2 separate regions of the Astyanax mexicanus genome follow, and region 1 is linked to region 2. Evidence: chromatin contacts called from public Hi-C data. All regions are on one chromosome and are shown on one strand. The core of a region is the stretch at or near the end of the contact, and the rest is flanking DNA. Distances in the headings are between cores, read along the strand shown.

Evidence for each region. A called contact is a pair of places that touch in the nucleus more often than the background predicts.
Region 1: a contact with region 2 is called in a Hi-C map of muscle, with 8 times the contacts expected there. The contact joins the promoter of LOC103024909 here to the promoter of mib2 in region 2. A contact is called at or near these places in 2 of 3 Hi-C or Micro-C datasets (blood and muscle).

The regions. Positions count from the first base shown.
Region 1 is chr12:12,921,928-12,928,565 of AstMex3_surface, forward strand. LOC103024909 (caspase recruitment domain-containing protein 19-like) reads left to right here and starts at 3,046. Exons shown (of 6, transcript XM_007237048.4): 1 at 3,046-3,186. The coding sequence starts at 3,180. LOC103034958 reads left to right here. Exons shown (of 5, transcript XM_022670773.2): 5 at 1-1,254.
Region 2 is chr12:12,556,752-12,563,839 of AstMex3_surface, forward strand. It overlaps mib2 (MIB E3 ubiquitin protein ligase 2), which reads left to right and starts at 4,820. Exons shown (of 19, transcript XM_022670777.2): 1 at 4,820-5,500. The coding sequence starts at 5,488.

The DNA.
Region 1 (6,638 bases), core at 1,796-4,295, 360 kb after region 2:
TGAACTCCTAACATAGACTGAGAAGGATGCTGAACAGGGGAATAAGGCCAGGCCTGGTTTCTGGTCAGGGCTCCTAAGTTAGAATGGGTTTTCTATGCATTTTTTTATGAACTGTGCCTTAAAAACACTTCCAAAACCAGCAACTTGACTTGAAGCATTCCTATTGGACTATCATCTAACAGACCAGTCTCCTCTGTTATTGTAAAGTTTATGAGCTAGTTGGCAGGACTGTAATTACCATTTACAGATTTCTGGCAGATTGCTATTTTAACAGCGCAGCTCCCTGGATGTGTCCAACGCTTCTTAGCAGAGGAAACTGACCTGCTCATCATTTAGTATTTAGTATTCTGTTTATTGTTGATGTAAAAGTTGGGCTTGTCCATGCATGTGTGTAACAAAGTGGGGTGTACGCTGCATAGCTAAGATAGATATGGACTATTGTCAGGGTTTTAAATCAGTCAGTGGCGCTGACTGCCGCCAACATAGCAACATGACAGAAACACGGGTGCAAGGTGTGAAAATAGACTGTTGACGGGGCGTAAGATAGCAATGAGCATCACGATGTGCCTTGGGCAGGGTGTAAGATAGGGCCACTGGACTGCTACAGACTGAAGCCATGTTGTCTTTGGCAAAATATCAATATCTGTTCGGTTTCCAACCATGGTAGAGTTTGAGCATGAAGGCCTTTTGGTGACTGCTCTATATTCATGCCTTTGCTATGAACTGACACACTGCTGGTGTGAAGATCTGAAGAGGCATTATTTATGATTTTTTACCCCTAGTAACAGTTTTATTTTACAGTTTTATGTGATAATTGTATGATATTTTATCAGCGTTATGTGCAGAACATTCTGTGTTGCCTCTCATGTCCGCTTCTAACTAATGATTTTCAGCAGGATAACTGAGGCCCAACTGCAGCAACTATGGCCTCCATCCCCAACGGTATCTCATTTTGTATTCAGGCTAGAGGCTGCCCAACAGAGTAATAGAGCCTCCTTTCAAATGTACAGTTTTTTTTCCCAATAAACCAATAAAATAAGGTCATGTTGCCCTAATGTTGTAATGACTTGCATATATCATCAATAGATTAAGACAATAAGTTTCCTACTTTTTACTACTGTCTCTTATGAGTGTGTCCGTGTTCTTATGATACAGTAATTCAGAATGTGTGGAAAAAATGTCATGATAACTATTAGGGACTGCAGATTTGCATTTTCATCTAATGTCTACGCATTAAAGATATGTAATTCATTATTTTTTTTGCATTATATGTTATTCTTTTCTCTCTTCTAAGTATATTTTTCTAAATAATATCTATTGCTATTCACATGGCAGCATAATGGACCAATTTTGTTGTGAATAATAGCAGTTAAACAGTACGATGGGGGGAAAACAAAACCCATGTTTAATGTAATTAAATTAGAAAGGACGGTTGTGCTAATTTCAGCTTGTTTCAACTAGTTCCACACAGCAGAAAATGTTTTGACTGCAGGCTGCATGTTGCACTGGACTGCGTTGTCTTCCTTGAGGAACAACAAAAAGTGTAAACAAACAGAGGCTATATAGACTTTATTTATTTGCTAAATATTCATAACCCTTACATAACATTCTCTGTTATTTGAAAAAAAAAGCTGGTACATGTTCATGATTTCTCAAGGTGGTACATTTTCTCAAAATCTAATTTTTTTTACAGGAATAACAGGGGTTGGAAGGAACTAAAATACTGACTGAATAAAAATACCGAACTGGATAATAAAACAAATCAACTTTCTAACTATTGGGGTGCTTTTTCTTCATTTAGCAAAAGGAAGAAACCTTAAGTAGGAGTGGAGCAGTTTTTAAAGAAACAGGTAAGAACCCGTTTTCTGATTGGTGGTGATGGGTGCCAAGGGTTATTTTCACGGAGTTGAGCAGACTACCAGTAACTGAGTCTCTGTTAAAGTTTGCCTGGCTCGAGTTTATTGTTGCAATTATACCACCATTATCGCTGTTTATTGAAAGATTTTGAGTTAAATCTGTTTGGTTATAAACACTCGACTTAAAATAGTTCCACTGCTGCTCTGTTTGGTTTGTAAGTGCTGCATTGTTGCTAGGTAACCTGTATGTAATACATGGAGTGCTTTGGTTACAGTGCATTACCATCTGATAATGGCACTCATAAAACACTTCAGCCAATCAGAAATAACTGTGGAATAATTTAAATTGAACACTTGAATTTCTTGTCTTTTAATGTGTTTGAGAGCACCAGTTGTAAAGTTGTGAAGAGGTAGAGTATACAGTAAATAGCTCTATTTGGGTTTAATCTAATCCATATTATGGCAAAAATTACTCAACAAAGAAAAGAGAAAAAATAATTTAAGAAAGAACGAAGATCAGTCAATCTAAAAAGAATAATATTGTGGCGTGGAAGAGGAAGGAAGACCCGTGAGACTCATGATGAGTGCTCTTAAGCTCTTTTATTAAACAGGCTTGCCACTCACTTACAATCTTTAACAATATTAGGAGAGCTAAACCAACCTATCAAATAAGCTACCCACAGAACCCAGTGACTAAACTCGCTACTCACTTACTTTACGGTGAGTGCCCTAAACAGCACCCATCTGCATGGCCCCTCCCCATACCCTAGGTTACGGGGGAGGTACCAGCTACGTAGGCTGGAGCAACACAGCACAACAAAACACATAAGGCCCCACACACAAAAGAACAGAAACATGCCTACAGGCAGCCACACACACAACCCAGAGCCGCCACAATATCAAGAAAGTAGCCTGAAGTGCAGTCACCACAATCACCAGTAAAATCATTATACTGATGAAACTGGCTCTCATCAGGACCGCCCCAGGAAAGGAAGACCAACTACCAGCCTCAGAAACGGCAAGTTAACATCAGCACAGATAAGAGAAGCTAAATGCTTCACAGTGTATTTTGGTCTGTTTAACACTTTTAAGTTACTACATGATTCATTACGTGTTCCTTCATAGTCTGAATCACTTCACTATTCATTTACTATGTAGGATAAATTAAAATCACTGAATGTGAATTACACTGTTTATCACAGGTATTATTTCAGTGACTCGGTACAGCTCGGCTCGTTTCGGCTCATTCCGTCATGGATCTCCGTCCCCTCGGAGCGGACTGAGCGGAGAGTCGGCGCTCGGAGAAATCCCCCGGTTTCTACAATGGCAGGTCGGTATAGATCTTCCAAACGGACTGTTTTTTTTTAGTTTGAGTGGGTGGATTTAGTTTATCCGCGACTTTAGCGATGTTTAGAGCTCGCTGACCTGTTGCTGAGGGTCGGCCGGCCTTCAGTTAACTCAGTAAAAGTGTGGCTTCCAGCATAGATTCACAGATTTACAAAACATGCGCACTGATAAATCCCGCCGCGGAGCGTCTGTAAATCGTACAGGCCAATCCAGGTCCTGGGAGTATTAATCCGCCACAGGGTTGTACTGTTACTGCGCGCGCATGTCTGCTGCAGTCAGCTCCCCGTCCAACTGATAAAAAGTCCTGGGGCGGATTATTACTCCAGGATCTGGATTGGCCACCGTCTCAAGGAGCTAAACCCAGCAGCCTACTTAAATACGTCCTGAATTCACCCGCGTGACTGAATACAGACACTTGAAGCTGTTACACACACTGACAAGCGGTACAGTACTGAATAATTCACTTTATTAATGTGTTACATAATATGTCGGGCGTGTTTGTGCTAACATAAGACTGTAGCTATCGCTGTCTGTTACAATCTGCTGTAACACATTATATATATATATATATATATACGTATATATATATATATACACGTATATATATATATATATATATATATATATATATATATATATATATATATATATATATATATATATACGTATATATATATACATATATATATAGTGGCGTGGAAGAGGAAGGAAGACCCGTGAGACCCATGCTGAATGCTCAACAGCTTCTTTATTTAACAGGCTTGCCACTCACTTACAGCCTTTAACAAGACTAGGAGAGCTAAAACCAACCACCCACAGAGCTAAAATAGCCCAAAGGCCACCAACCCAGCTGTGTGTCTCCCAGATGGCAGATCCAGAGTGGTGCCCACCCTCTCTGCATAACCCCTCCCAAGGGAGATGCCCCACCCCTGTCATCCTCAATAGTATCTGTCTGCAGAGCCGCAGAGCCACGGATATACGGCAGCAGATTCACGCCAGCAGTTTCAAGCCAGTGGCATTCTGCGCATGCGTCAGCAGAACCGCGGATTTAAACCAGCACTTTCAGGCCGGTGGCATTCTGCGCATGCGTTGATACCTTCTTCGATTTTCTTAGCGTTAAATAACTGGTTTGACTTAGCTAGGGTTAGTTAAAAAGTTTTAGGAGGTATTCATATCATATTCTGACACATATTAGTCTTATGTGCCTCGATAGACTAATGGTCTATGTAGACATATTGTTCAATTACCCTTCAATTTAACCTCAACATTGATAGTTGGCTTACATGGGATTTACTTTTACATTTACTCATAACATGTATATGCCAGAATTAACTATTCACATCAAATATACAATACGTGATGTATATCATAATATAACTTTGGTGCAATGTTTTATATTTAGATTTATGGTTTCTATGCCAATAAAAATGATGAAGTTCTCCCATTTTTTATACTGATTGTCTTTTTTTTTTGGACACTTACATTTACATTCTTTTGTTCTGAGCTGTGAGTTAAAAGTGTCCCAAATGTGTGATGAACAAACCATTGATTTATCTTACCACATGTGCAGGAATTAAACTGAGCATAATGTTAAACACTGGGCTAAAACAAATACATATAGACATTTACATGGTAAATATTGCACACATGATTGTATAACCTAGCTAATGATTTATGTAAGCACCCTAAAATTGGACATGAATATGCCTAGGAATTAAATACCTTAATTAGCTATAATAATTAGAAGGACAAAATATCACTCATCTGCTTAATTCAAGCTCAAAGTTGAGCAATGGCTTTAATAATACATGGTCTGTATGTGTACAATTCCATGTGCAATACTTGAGTAAAATAAACGCTGTTGTTCTATTTTATAAATTACTGACACTGTTTCTCCCAAATTACAAATAAAAATGTAAATGAAAAATAAACAAAAAAAATCAAATACTGCAAATAATGCAAAGAAAGTTCATATTAGAATTAGAATTAATGTTTCTATATGAATATTAACTTTTTTTTTTGCATTATTTGAGGTCTGAAAGCATTGAATCTTTTTATATATATATATATATATATTTTTTTTTTTTTTAATTTACTTTCTGCAAATACATGGTCATACATAGTAAAATCAGACAAACTGATCATGATTTTGAAGTAGCCTATTTTATAAAGTATATTTTGTATATTGTGAAGTATACACACACACACATATATATATATACATTATATACGTATATATACATACATATATACTATAGTCTATAGTCTGATATTAATATAATAATATAACGATTGTGTAAAATACTTATTGTATTCACTGACTTACCTTCATGTTGGACTGCTCGGTTAAAATGGAGTTTTAGGTGACTCCTAAGTTTTGTGGCCGATGTTGGCTTATAATGCTGTATGGAGCACAACGGGCAGTGATATTTTTGGCAACATGTGCCACATTGCTCATATTTTGGCACGGAATTGCCTTTTCGGATTGAAACATGCATTTCAATCCCAGCAGAATCGCGTTGTCCTACTGCGCATGCGCAGAATGCCACCGGCTTGAATCTGCTGGCGTGAATCTGCTGGCGTATATCCGTGGCTCTGCGGCTCTGCAGACAGACCCTTCTCGTCATCCTCGCACACAGGAGAACAGAACCATGCCTACAGGCAGCCACACACACAACCCAGAACCGCCACATAGCAAGGACCACCGGGGCCGACCACGGGCTGCTCGAAGGCTCAATAACGCCCGTACTCGCCATCTCGCGGACTAACTGCTCCGCCGCTACGCGCTTTGCTAACGCCAGACGATGCGGCCTCAGCCTGATGGGCTGGGCGTCACCCGTGTTTATCGAATGAACCGCAAGGCTAGTTTTAGTACACTCGCGCTCAGACACAGCGAAACTCGTGCGAAAACGGCCGATCAGTTCTCGCAAACGGAGTTGTTGGGGACCAGATAAACCCACACAACTGCGCTCCAGCATCTCCTCTATCGGATCTACACTCAACCCCGCATCCAGCGGACCCTCTACCGTATCACGCACCGAATCACACACATTCCCTCCCACCAGTTAACTTACGGTGAATTTACACTGCTCCGACGCGACAACGCACATGGTCGCACTACCCCCCTCCAACCGGTCGCATGTGGGCGTGACAAAGGCTTTCCCTGCGTCGTCCAATTGAATCGTTTTAATAAATGGGAAATGCTTTTTATATAAGCTATTATTATTTCCAATAATTAATAAATATAAATGTGTCTTTATAGATATAAATGTTTGAATGAGCTTCATTACACTGTCTAGTGAGCAGTATATAAGCTGACAAAAGCAAACTTTTCCAATTAAATTACATATTAATATTTTAAAACCCCACCAGAGACTCCAACAATCACAGCAGTCTTTCTCCTCGCTGACAGAGTCCCTGTGAATCAGCAGGGAT
Region 2 (7,088 bases), core at 3,570-6,069:
GAGGAGGAGCTTGAAAACAAGACTAGTTTCAGTACACATACATTAACCGTTACAGCCCATTTTAATACAGACTAAGAATTAAGGTAAAATGAGTTGCAGCATCTAGTTCAGTTCCTCCTTCTCAAATCATATGGGGAGAGTCACTGATCTGTACTGCAGAACCTACAGCCATCAGACATTACAGTACAGTGAGGAAAAAAGTATTTTAACACCCGGCGACTATGCAAGTTCTCCCACTTAGAAATCATGAAGGGGTCTGAAATGTTCAATTTAGGTGCATGTCCACTATGAGAGACGTGATCTAAAAAATATATACTTGTGTGTTACTGCTTCAAATAAGTATTTAAACACCTGTGAAAATCAATGTTAATATTTGGTACAGTAGCCTTTGTTTTCAAACGCAGCGAGTGGAATTAAGACCAAAAAAATCTATTTTTGGTCTCATCTGACCACAGAACTTTCTTCCATGACTCCTCTGGATCATCCAAATGGTCATGGGCAAACTTAAGACACGCTGGAGGAAACGCTGGAGGAAACCTCCGTGCCATGCATGACTTTAAACTATGACATCTTAGTGTATATTACCCACAGTAACCATGGAAACAGTGATGCCAGCTCTCTTCAGGTCACTGACCAGCTCCTCCCGTGTATGATTTCTAACCTTTCTTAGGATCACTGATTCGCCACGAGGTGAGATCTTGCATGGAGCTCCAGTCTGAGGGAGATTGACAGTCATGTGAAGCTTCTTCCATTTTCTAATAATTGCTCCAACAGTTGATCTTTTTTCACAAAGCTGCTTAGCATTTGCCCTGTAGCCTCTTCCAGCCTTGTGGAGGTCTACAGTTTTGCCTCTGGTGTCTTTAGACAGCTCTTCGTCTTTGCCATGTTAGTAGTTGGAGTATTACTGGTTGTGTGAGGAGGACAGGTGTCTTTATGCAGCTAAAAACCTCAAACAGGTGCTTCTAATTTAGAATAATAAAAGTAAGGGTGGACTATTTGAGTTGAATTTTTGCTGATTGGCAGGTGTTCAAATACTTATTTGCAGCAATAACACAAATAAATTATTTTAAAAATCATACATTGTGATTTCTAGATTATTTTTACTATTATTTTTTTAGATTATGTCTCTCACAGTGGACATGCACCTAAGATGAAAATTTTTAGACCCCTCCATGTTTTCTAAGTGGGAGAACTTGCAAAGTTGCCGGGTGTCGAAATACTTATTTTCCTCACTGTAAATAATGGCAAATTTATAAACATAGTATGGCAATGTTCAGGATGCAAGCCCAAATCCTATGTTTTGGCATGTTTTGATTGTATCCAGATTGATTTTTTTCATGTTCTTGATTCCCAGGAACCACATAAAATCCAATTTTTGCAAATCAGATCCCAACCTCATTCAGATTTTAACAGATCCATTGCAGTTTGGATGCACTGGCAGCTCAAATCAAATTTAAAATGGCCTTTTGGGACAAACAAGAAGAGCACCATGCAGATCTGATCTAATTACTTGCAACTAACCATTCACTGATCTAATTTTCAGTCTAACATAAGCATTAGACTTTAGGCTCGCTACACTTTTAAGTGGTGCACTAGTCTGAGTCTGTTTTTTTGGTTGTCTAAAGCCAACCCAGCTGCTGTTTTGGCATACTGCTGCATGTTTAAAGCTACGGTATTTCTTACATAAGCAGTATATATTGATTATTATAATTAATGTAACATTATGATGTACTATTGAGCAGGCCACCTGTTTCTGTGTGGAAATGGGTTGGACATCTAAAATACAGCAGTAAATTAACATGAAAAGGGATTTTCAATGACTCTGGTTGTCCTTCTTGAACCACTTTTGGTAAGTACTTGACCACAAAACTGGCTTGTGTAGACGTCACAATTTGGCTCAGTTTCTCATGCTTGCCCAGTTTTCCTGTGCACTTACTGCCTAATATTGCCTTAATGCATATCCAACCCCTTGACAGATCCCACTGTAGATCAAGAAGATAATTACTGCTTTCACTTCACCTGAAATGGTTTTAATGTTTTGGCTGATTGGGGCATTGTTTAATTTAATTATACTTTCAGTTAAATAGTTACTAAATTATTTTTTTTAAATGTAACCATCAAGGGCCAAAGTATATCGGGCCAAAGTATATCTACAGGGCAACAGACAAACCATTGTCATAGATATAAATAAATATAAATAATTATGCATCATGCCCACATGGCCCAGCGAGAATGGTCGTTAATCTATCTGATGGCCTCTGGCACAGAAGACGGCCTCTGTCCGACAGTAAAATCTAGGGCAGTGATAATAGTGACTGTGGGGCAACTCAGAGGCGAAGTGGAGGGCATGGTGGGTATAATTAATAATAGAATGTCTTTTTTAGGGTTTACTGTTTGTGTAACACACCCACTGACCTCAGCGGTAGAGCATAGGCCAAGCATTGCCAAGTAAAGACAATGGAGATAATTCAATAGCCATTTTGTAATAAACTAGAGGAATTAAGGAAATTCAACTCTAAATAAAAGCATTGCTAAAAGAAGAAAAAAATGATTAATTCTGTTTTTCCTTACATTCTGGCCTTAATTATGTACCCAAGTATTTGTAAATATTGCCTCTACAGCCCATCCATTGATTTATGTCTGTGTATGTTTTCACAGTTGTTCCAGGTCCATCCCAAACTAAAATAATTGCCTGTTCTGCCTGTATTTTCCTTATTTTAACATGACTGTTGTATATGTATAATCTTATATTGCTTTATGTTAATCAGCTGTTTGGATTGTCTTGACTGTATTTTACTACTTTAATTTCTTGCCCTTTTAATGTGATTAAGAGCATCAGTTTGTGTTGTGAAGAGTTAGAGTTGGTATACAATAGCCCTATTTGAGTAATGTAATGGCAAGAACTACTCAACTAAGTAAAGAAAAAAAAAACACCTAGTTTCAGAAGGTAAGTCGATCCAAAAAGATCACAGTCACTGCAAATACCATCAAAACATTATACAAATGAAACCAGCTCTCATTAGTACTGTCCCAAGAAGAGCAAGAGTTGTCACTGCTGCACAGGATAAGTTCATCAGTTTTACCAGCCTGAAAAACCGTAAGTTAACATTTTGAGTTGTTTTAACACTTTAGGTAACGTTGTGATTCCTTATGTGTTCCTTCATAGTCTGGATGACTTTAGTATTCATTTACACTCTGGGAAAAAATAAATAATTAAAACATTGAATAAGAAGGTGTTAAAGCTGCTGAATATGGTGAACTAATATATATTATAATACATAATCAGGTAAATTGACAGTTAAGATGTGTCTCTGTATTTAAACGGAAGAGGGCGCTACTGAACCACAAACTGTATTTCCCTAACTATATCACAGCAACAATGCGTTTACTGAATCTGTATCCTCTTAAAATGAACAGGATTTCCAGCACCAGCTTCACCTATGAATAGGTGTAAATGAACAGATTCGATTCCATCCGGGAACTTTAGGGAAAGGTAAATTCCTGAATCACTGCGCCCCTGTGTTTAGAAATTATAACACCAGTGCTGGGACCATTGAGGCTAATGGAATGGTTCCGCGCATGCGCGGTGCATAGGAAGAGAAGGTACAGTAGTGATGGGGAGTTCGATTCAGTTTACCGAAGCAGTTGTTTGAACTGTCAGTTTCAATGAATCGATCGTGAACCGATTCAGTGATTCGCTTTTGTAGTCGATTCGTTTTTATTCTAACTGTCTTCTCCAAACACCGGCAGTCTATCTAGCTGCATGATTCGCCTGCTCTCTAACGACGAGAAGTCGTAATTCTTAGATGCTAAGTCATAATTATTAAATGGTATGTCATAGCTGAGATACTAAGATACTACTGAGATACTAAGTCATAGTTATGAGATTGCAAGTTATGACATAGTAATTCATAAGTACGAGATTAGTATTACATAATTAGGAAACTGATGGGTGCAACCAAAGAAACAAAAATAGAATACAGAAGAAGGGAAAAAGAAAACGCAGAGAGGTAGGTTTTTAGAATTAAACATTCTTTTCTTGTTTCTCGCCAAGTATGCCACATAAAGAAAACATAGCAAAAATACAATAAAAACAAGAAATAAAACAAGAAAATAAATATAAAATTTAAATAAATATTATTTACAAGCAAGAACATGATTATCTACAGCAGTGAAATGTGATAAAAGTGAACACGTGCCACCGAGAAATGACAGTGGCAGGTGAACATGTAATGTAAAAAGTAAAGTGCAGAATTATTTCTGTGGTAGGTTGGGGAGTCTGATGGCAGCAGTGTAGAAGGTGTTTAAGGTCTATAACGTGGTGGTCTTGCATGTCACACTTCTTCTGTACCTTCAGCCTGATAGCAAAAGTGTGAACAGTCCATGCGGTGGGTGGGTATAGGGTAACAAAACCCTCTGATTTTAGCTGACTCCACCCTCAGCATAGCTCAAATTTGAAAAATGTAAAACAAATAAATGGGAGGGGTAGATTTGAAGGGGCACTGGGTTATGTATAGGTTCAGGGGCGGGGCAGTAGGGAGATCTGATTGGGCTTTAAAAATTATACAATTTTAAGCAGAACTGTGTTTCTTTACGTCAGAGGAACACATTTAAGATATGAATGGTTTATGGTTTTGTGCTAATCATAAATAATCAGATTAATTTAACAGCTGATTTTAACCGCTTTGTTTGGAGATGGATAATAAGGAGTAGGCTGGATAGCACTGCAAGGTATTGATTAGCTCTTGACCGTAGTGTGAGCTATAGGTTCTGAATTGATTCAGTGAGTCGACTGTGAATCGATTGATTCGAGTCGCGAGTCGGCCGTCGCTAGCGCTGCTCGCTGTCAGCTGTCTCACAAGCTCGGCAGAACCTGCCGCTCGGCCACAGCCGCCGCCGGAGGGGAGACAGCTAACTAGCTAACCCAGCTAGCTTAACGCCAGAAAACGTAGCTAAACCGAACACACGAGTCCCTGCTCGGGTTGGGAAGCCAAGTGAGGCACGCTGCGCCCGGGGCGGAGAGAAATGGGCGATAAATAAAGAATAAAAGTGACGACGTTCAACGTGGGAGTGTCACAGCCCGAATCCCCCACTCTCCGCCGCCGCCGCCGTGTTGTTGTTGCTGTTAGCATAACTAGCACGGCTGCTGTCCTGTCTGTCTGCCTACCTGGAGCGCTCACTCGTTCGCGTCGTTTCGGCGTGATTCCGTGGATTTAACCCTAAAATAACGCAAATTAAAGCCAAAGAAGACCCTCAGCGGAAGGTTAGTGAAGCCTCACAAATGCTAGCGGTGTCTGCGGGGACGAGGAGCCGCGCTAACCCCGCTCAGCCCCTGGATAAAGACTAATGACACACGCCTGCCCGCCCGCCTGTCCGCCTGGCAGCCGCTCGCTTATTCACTCATGCTTGTCTCTCGCTTTGGGTTAAAGCCTTGCCTTTAAGCGAGTTAAGCGCTGGAAAGGTGCAGCTGAAGCCGTGGAAGCATTAATGCTGTCGACAGGTAAGCTTGCCTAACCTTTTCAGACCTGAATTATCTCTAGTGATGGAAAACAATGCTGAATAATGCTGTCTTCTGTCTGTCTAATATTCTACTATAAAATCTATAGAGTAGATACATCCAAATATCTAAAATATTGAATAGCTTTTTATTTCCATTGCATTGGAAGCCTGTGTGTAATATTTTATATTTCATATTGACCCTTTTATTTCATAAACCATTCCTGAACAGTAAAAAAAAATGAACATGATTATTAATTAAATTAGCTGTTATTTTATCTCAATGGCCCTAGTACTATCCTACAGTTTTTCCTGTGCAGTGGATGGGACCATTCTACTGTTATATTGGTCTATAAACTTCACTGGCTGGTTCATGGTCTGCTGTAGGGCTGCAACAATTAGTCGATATAATCGACAATGTTTATATTATATAAACATTATATGACAATATTTACATTGGTCAATTACAAATTTTATTGTTGACTAATCGTTTATTTGTAACAGTACTGCATTACACAAAGTGCTGTGGACAGAAGCATAATGGGAGTGTAACAAAGGTTCCACTCAACTTAGTCTGTGTCTCCAAAAGTGCCCAAAACAACAGATTACATATTTACTCACTTAATATCAGTACTTTCCATTTAAACAATGTTTAGACATTTAAATGCCTTTAATCTCATGTACAGCTGTTTCCATTGTTTGTAGAGGTGGAGGACATGGCAGAAATAATCGCTGACTAATCGATTCATCAAAAAATAATCATCAGATTTAGTCGACTACCAAAATAATCATTAGTTACAGCCCTGATAGACAACAGCTTTCAAATAGTGTTATGTGCAAAAAAAATTAAGAAAATACATGATGTCCATTCTAATGAATGCAGGGAATAAAAGGGCTCACTTCACACATCACTAGAAAATAAGATAACTAGCGGTGTGAGTGTGTGCACGTGTTTTGTTTAACTCACTATATATTTCCATTTAATAAATTTTAGCTAATTAGTTAGCTAGCCAGGTTTAATTGATTCTCTGCAGCGCAGTGAAAGTGGGGAAGCTGCTTATGCTGCTTAGGTCTAGCCCTGCTGAGCAGACCCAGTGTTTTAACAGTGAGTGTGGGATATTTAATCAAAGTTGTTGGTTAGGTTTGCTATCTAGCTTAGCTGACTAGTAAGCGATACACTATGTATGGACTAGTCTAGTGAAACACCTGCATATTCAATGTTTAGGTTCTGTTTATGTACTAGAAAATATGCAATTGCCTTTGTTGGAGTAGCTCACTGTTTCTACAGTACAGGAAAGGATTTATCCTAGATTTCTACTATAGAGTCACCACTATACAGGGTTGATTGCATTTAGCAACAGAAAAGAGAAGGTCCTAGTACAGGATGAAGCACAAACAGTACAGCTCAATGCTGAGGTGCTTTATAATGTCATTAGCCATGGTCCAATAGGTTCATGTTCATTAGCAGAAAGTCCTATTCTAGTGGCAGTAATTCTATTCATGCACTCTGAAATCAATCAGCTGTTGGAGTGGCTAACTGTTACTATAGTTCAGGAAAGGCCTTCTACTAGATTTTTTACTTAAGACGCCTA